Linked DNA regions of Mus musculus: region 2 is linked to region 1. The links are chromatin contacts, called in public promoter capture Hi-C maps. All regions are on one chromosome and are shown on one strand. Each heading gives the region's core, a stretch centred on a gene start, on an enhancer-like site or on the middle of the called end of the contact. The rest is flanking DNA. Distances are from core to core; before and after follow the strand shown. Region 1 holds the start of Galr2 (galanin receptor 2). Region 2 overlaps Ube2o (ubiquitin-conjugating enzyme E2O).

The links. Promoter capture Hi-C pulls out the DNA fragments that hold promoters and counts their contacts.
Region 2: a contact with region 1 is called in a promoter capture Hi-C map of liver, with 2.9 times the contacts expected there. The contact joins the enhancer-like site here to the promoter of Galr2 in region 1. A contact is called at or near these places in 5 of 39 promoter capture datasets (cranial neural crest, hematopoietic stem and progenitor cells, liver and 2 more), 2 of 115 datasets of contacts at active chromatin or transcription factors (both in embryonic stem cells) and 3 of 9 other capture datasets (adipose tissue, embryonic stem cells and liver).

The regions. Positions count from the first base shown.
Region 1 is chr11:116,279,475-116,282,751 of GRCm38.p6, forward strand. Galr2 (galanin receptor 2) reads left to right here and starts at 1,465. Exons shown (of 2, transcript NM_010254.4): 1 at 1,465-2,376. The coding sequence starts at 2,012.
Region 2 is chr11:116,548,941-116,552,267 of GRCm38.p6, forward strand. Ube2o (ubiquitin-conjugating enzyme E2O) reads right to left here. Exons shown (of 18, transcript NM_173755.3): 2 at 94-153. Among named protein-coding and RNA genes, the nearest start is that of Sphk1, 18 kb to the left of the region's middle. Within about 2 kb of position 2,026, at least 60 of the 459 cell types and tissues checked have an H3K27ac peak or open chromatin away from gene starts, as enhancers often do. A contact at or near this core is called in adipose tissue and liver, where this site is marked.

The DNA of each region.
Region 1 (3,277 bases), core at 215-2,714:
TGCTCTTACCCACTGAGCCATCTCACCAGCCCTCTTGTTTTCTTTTTAACAGTGTCTCATTGTTTTATTTGGGCTGGCTTTGAACTTCTGGACTCAAATGGTCCTCTGCCTTGGATGCCTAAGTAGCTGACACTATATATATATATATATATATATATATATATATATATATATATATATATATCACATCTAGCTAAATTATGTTTTTCTGCAATAAGGATATGACTTGGTGGCAGAGTGTTTACCAAGCATGCCTGAGGCCCTGGATTCAATCCCCAGGGGACACACATATGATGACAACTATTATCACATTCTTTTTTCTTTATTTTTATTTTTGATAATGCCTTTCTTTGTAGCTCAAGCTGGCCTCCAACTCACAGATATTGACCCTCCTGCCTGCATCCTGGGGATTGGGGTTAAAGGTGTGCACCACCACACCTGGAACATCCCAGTCCTCTTAAGACAGGATTTCACTGGTGGCTCAGGCTAGCCTGCAACTCACTCTGCAATCCAGGGTGGCTTTGAACTTGCAATTCTCCCATTTCAGTCCTCAGAGTGCTGTTATTCCATGTCTGGGTCAACAAAGCCCAGTTTTAGGAAAAGAATATTTATGGCCAAGAACTGAATTTTTAAAAAAGATTTATTTAGTTATTTTATATGAGTACACTGTCTTTGTCTTCAGACACACCAGAAGAGGGCATTGGATCCCATTACAGCTAGTTGTGAGCCACCATGTGGTTGCTGGGAATTGAACTCAGGACCTCTGGAAGAGCAGTCAGTGCTCTTAACTGCTGAACCATCTTTCACCACCACCACCCCCTTTTAAATAAAGATTGAATGCTTTAATAGATTTGATCCATTAATAAACTGGTTTCTAGTCTTACATCTCCCTATATTTGATTTATTTGTTCAGTGTGTGTGTGTGTGTGTGTGTGTGTGTGCGCGCGCGCGCGCGTGCATGCGCACATGGGTCTTTGTGAGTGTATGTGCATCATATTTATTCAGGAGCCCATGGAGCAGAAGAGGGTACCAGATCTCCTGGAACTGGAGTTACAAGCAGCTGTGAGAGCTGCCATGTGGGTGCTGAAAACCGAACCTGGGTCCTCTGCATGAGCAGCAAGTGCTCTTAACCGCTGAGCCTTGCTCCAACCCTTCTAGTATTTCTTACCTCACACCTCTTTGAGGCAGTGTTTCCAGACCATTCCATCCCAGACAAGGGAAGAGAGGGTCACAGACAAGGTGATACTAGTACATATTCAGCGAACTTCTGGGTTAAGAGGGAGGGAAAATACTTAGCAGATGAAAAAAAAAAAAAGATGAAAATTTCCATTCTGGCCGGACATAGTGGCGCATGGCTAAAGTCCCAGTACCACAGAAGCTAATGCAAAAGGGTGAGTCTGGGCTAGTTTGGCTCCACAGGAACACCCAGTCTCAAAACAAGGAGGAAAAAAAAAAAAAACCGCCCTCCTTTCTGCCTCTTCTGGGTTGGTCTCTGGAGTTCCTTGTGTGGCAGGCTGAGGTATTCCAAGGATTTAGAAATGGGAGAGGCCTAGAAATATGGCTGGCCATAACACTTTGTGTTTGGGGGAAGGGGGCGTTGAGGGGTGACCAACCACAGGGCCAGTAATCTGTGTCAGCCCCCTCATTCCAAGAATGGGATGGATCTCTTAAAGGCGCCCCATGTCCCACACGCACCCTGCTCCCTCCACCAATCCAGGAACAGTGTGACTCGCTAGTGACCGACTCAAGTCTAAAGCAGAGCGGGTCCCAGGACTTGAGCGCGGGAGCCAAATGGAGTCAGGGTCATTCGACAGCTCCTCTCTCGGCTGCAGGCCGGAGCGGGGTACCATCCTATACTCTGGGTGCTCGCTCCTCCTCCCGTCCCCCGCGCACCCCTGCTCTGGCTCTTGGAGCTCGACAGTCTTGCTGGGGCGCTGCAGCCAGGGAGCTACGCGCTCACCAAGACCCGGACGGCTGCGGGAGCCAGGGCGGCGTCTGCTTTGGTGATACCATGAATGGCTCGGACAGCCAGGGGGCGGAGGACTCGAGCCAGGAAGGTGGCGGCGGCTGGCAGCCCGAGGCGGTCCTCGTACCCCTATTTTTCGCGCTCATCTTCCTCGTGGGCGCTGTGGGCAACGCGCTGGTGCTGGCGGTGCTGCTGCGCGGCGGCCAGGCGGTCAGCACCACGAACCTATTCATCCTCAACCTGGGTGTGGCCGACCTGTGTTTCATCCTGTGCTGCGTGCCTTTCCAGGCCACCATCTATACCCTGGACGATTGGGTGTTTGGCTCACTGCTCTGCAAGGCCGTTCATTTCCTCATCTTCCTCACTATGCACGCCAGCAGCTTCACGCTGGCCGCTGTCTCGCTGGACAGGTGAGTGAACATTCTGTGGTGTCTGAGAACTGGGTACCCAGGTAGGAGCTTGCACTGGAGTCGCCACGCAAGGATCCAGAAGGGATGCGTAGTCGGGGAGAACACTAAAATTACAAAGTGGCCCGAGGCCGTGAAACGCAAGGGGAAAGGGGACTAAGACTCCGTGACTAAGAGTGTCCCTTGATTAAGTCGGTCCTCAGACCTCGAAGGCTGGAGAAATCGGATTTCTGGGGTCTTTACGTTATTGTTGCTTGAGCTAAAAGTCTCTCAGAAACATTGCAGTACTCAGACCAGAGTTGGCTTGCAAAGTAACTTGCCAGTATTCAAATGCTAATTGAGAGCTGCAGAGAGGCATTTGCTTCTTGGCCCCAAGCTCAGCACCTGGAGCGTTGTCCGGCTTTAGGCTTAGGACTGAGCTGTACTTTGGATAGACCCATGCTGAAGTCCAAGGCAGCGGGAGTGAGGGCTCCTAGCGGACGTCTAAAGCCTTCCAGGCCAAGGCTCCCCGCCCGGAGACGCCTGCGGTTTGATGTTCCTTCCCTAGCTAAAGGACCCAGAAAGAGAAACTTCCAGAATGCTCTGAAGGACTCGTGACTGGAAAAGACACTAGAAACAGGTCCTGGGAAGGATGTCATTAGTTCCCTGCCCCTTCGCATCACTTGGCCCTTCCCACAGTAGAGCGGTGAAGAGAGGCGGAGATCCTCATTCTCTGCTTTCCACTGAGTGCAACATGTGGGTTCTGAGTCCGCTGGTGGGACGCACAAAACTTCAGCTTTCTTCAGGGATTTCCTTGCTCTACCCAAGTCTTCTCCGGGTTGTCTGTCAGAGAGCCTCAGGCATTAGAGATCTGTCTCCCTCGGTTGTCACAAGAGGATAATAATCACTGCCCCCAGAAGTCCTG
Region 2 (3,327 bases), core at 776-3,275, 270 kb after region 1:
TATATTCTCCACTCCTCCAACCAAGATCTCTTCCAAATTAGAGTGGGAGCACACAGGCTCAAGTGCAGGGCGGGATGGGGATGAGGGACTCACAGTTGAGCGCATGTGTCGAACCACATCCCGGGGCACCACAGAGCGGTCCTCCAGTTTCAGCTGTGAAAAAAACATGAATGAGAGGCCTGGAAACAGACATCTGAGGTGGAACGCATTCCACCCAGGTACATCCCACCAAAGGCAGACAAAGGATGGTTTTATCTGTAGCCCCCCACCCCCACACCCACCAGCATACACACTGGAGATAGTCTTGTGCACTGGGAAGCATAGTCACACCACACAAGGTTAGCTCATCCTACAAAAACCAACATTATGATGAGTCAAATCCTTCTCTGAGGGTCTACCCTCTGACCTTGGCTCATGGGTGCTCAGGAGTGGTTGGAGGACTGGCATGGCACTGAAGCCAGCTGTCACTAGACACAACCCTTCTAATCTGGCTATTCTGCCTGCCCAGCTGCATCCTGCTCCTTATCTGTGGCAGTGCAGACCCTGTCCTGACCCAACTGAACCCCCAGAACTGCCACCTCCTGCTGCTGGGCGGCCTCTGTGGCCCAGAAAGAGCTGCTTCTCTGCTAGGCTGTTTTGTCTTCTCTGTTCTTGTATCTCCAAATCGGGATTGTTCTGTCATTCTTGGACAACCTGTAAGTGGTTGCTACATCTCTCTCCCCTGCTCAGAGACGGACAGGCACACACCAGGAAGGGCTCTCCCCGACTCTCCCCGACTCTCAGTAACCTCAGCCGGCCTCTCTGCTGCGAAAGGTGACTGGCAGAGAGAGGAGCAGGACAGAAGTGCTGAAAAGCAAGTACAAGGTCACTGAAGCTTTGCTAAGGACAACCCACACAAGCTCTAGGTAGGCTGTACACCGCTAAGCAGGAAACATAAACTGCCACAGGGACCCAGGACCTGTTCCACAGACAACACTGTGACTGGTGTCAGCCTGCTGCTTCCAAGTACACATGGTATCTCAGCAGCCAACTCTGGGACCCATGACAGGATTGAAGCCACAAAGAAAGCATTGGCGCCTGCGTGCACGCACACAGGCACATACAGCCACTACATCCATACTTGCTTGACTCCCTGTCCACAGGGACACAGGCTGAGGTCCAGAAAGGCTAGCTTCAAGGCACTGAAGGGAAGGTGGAGAGGCCAGCTCCCTTTTCTAGTAATGTGAAGACACTTTGTGCCTGCCCCACCCTCAGCTTCACCTCAACTGCCTTCTTAGCTTAGACGTCAAACCACCACCAATTAGGGGGCCTAAGTCATCGCAGAAAGCAGAGAGTAGCGCGGCCTTGACGAGAGCCTTGAGCTGCGTCTGCACACAACCCGATGGCCTCTGTCAGGTCCAGGTACTGCCAGGGGAGGGGGGAGGATCCACATGGACAGCCTGATCAGAACAAGCTCATACAGGACGTGTGAAATGGAGGTAAAAAGAAGATTGCCAAAAACTCCAAGATCAAGTTCTTTATGAACGTTTATAACTGTAACCACCTCATGCCTACAGGTGCTCTGGATAGCCTCTCAGAGGGAACGGTTGTCAAGAAGGATGTCTTTAGAGACTCAGCTCTGAAACGCAAGGCTGGGGAGGCCAAGGTCAGTTGGAAGAACAATACAAGACAGGAGAGAACAAATGGTTTTTCCACAAGCTATGCTTTTAGGTATATTTTTGTTTCTTATCATTAAAAATTAAAAAGAAAAAAAAAAGTTCAGCAACTCCGAGTTTACCAGCCAGTTGTAAACTAGCATTTCCTGGAAAGCATCGGTGAACCTAAGTTTTGGAATAGCAGGAAAGAAGCTATTCCAAAATAGCCTGGGGGGAAGTCATGGGCTACGTGAAATAAACACTGGTCATGTAATGGCATGGAACAGGGCAAGAGGCAGTCTCTGTTGCCTCCTCTGAAAACAACCCAGGGCCAGACTGTGGAGGAGGGGAGCTCAGACAACACTGATGGCGTCTAAGCTCAGACAACACTAGCCTCTGCTCTGCCTGGCTCCAGCCCCAGTTCTAGGGCAGACGCAGGCCAGGCTGTGCTCAGAGTTATAAACAACGCAACCCGGGTTCTAAAGGGGCCACTCTGACCACGTACCTGGCTGAATAAGGCAGTGAGCTTCCTAGATAATGCCAGCCTTCTAGATGAGGCTGGCAGGATTTAAAAGGGACAGAGAAGTTACTCAGGCCTTAGGAGAGGAACCCTGAGCAAAGGAGGAGAACCTGGGGGCCTGAGCCAAGGCAACACATTGGGGTCACCTGCCTGGGAAGGGAAGGCAGTGGCTCTGTGGTTTTCAGCTAGAGCCACTTTGTCCTCTCCCCTCCCTAGACACACAGGAAAGCTCCTGTCACAATGACTGGACAGCATTATCAACAGTGTCTAGGCCAAGGAACTCCTGGCTGCTTAGGACATCTAGAAACAAGGTGGGTCAAAGGTCATCTCCACTACCTCTACTGAATCCCCCCACCCCCACCCCCGCGTGAGAGGGTCTACTGTATAGCTCTGGCTGGCCTGCAACTCACTATTTAGACTAGGCCAGCCCTGGCTCTTGAGAGCTGGAATTAAAGCTATGCTCGCCCTCCCTCCCCTTCCTTTCTGTGTATCTGTGCACACATGTGTGCAGTACCCTGGAGGGCAGAAGAGTGTTCAATCACTTGAAAGTGGAGTTAGAAACAGTTGTGAACTCCCTGACATGGGTGCTGGGAACCAAATTTAGGTCCTCTGGAGGGCAGCTGTCACTCTCACCAGCTCAGCCACTTCTCCAGCCTATTTTACTTTTAAACAATTATTGGGACTCCCCAGCACTCACACGGCAGCTCACAACCATTGGTAACTCCAGCTCCAGGGCATCCAATATCATCTTTGGCTTCCTGGGCTAGGCATTATATGTAAGTGGTGCACACATATACACATAAGCAAAACAACCATACACATAAAATAATAATAAACAAAATGGAGAATGACATGAGGAAACCGATCCTGACCTCTGGCCTCCACATACAACTGTATAGCGATGAGGCAGGGGCAGAGGGAAGGGCTGCAGTTCGGGGAGAAGGCTTGCTGTAGAGTGAGCAGGCACTGTCATCAACTGGTTTGGGCTTCTAGAGGCCCATCTGCTAACAAGGCCACCTCCTGGAACTGCCTCCCTGGCCTGCTCTTGCACCTGAGCTGTCCTGCTTCCAGTCTAGAAGCCCATTCATTAAACTGGCCATGGTCAATCAGATGCACTAAAAAATTCCTGTATAAAAACTTCCAAGACTAAGTGTCTGAAAACAGAAGGAAGCT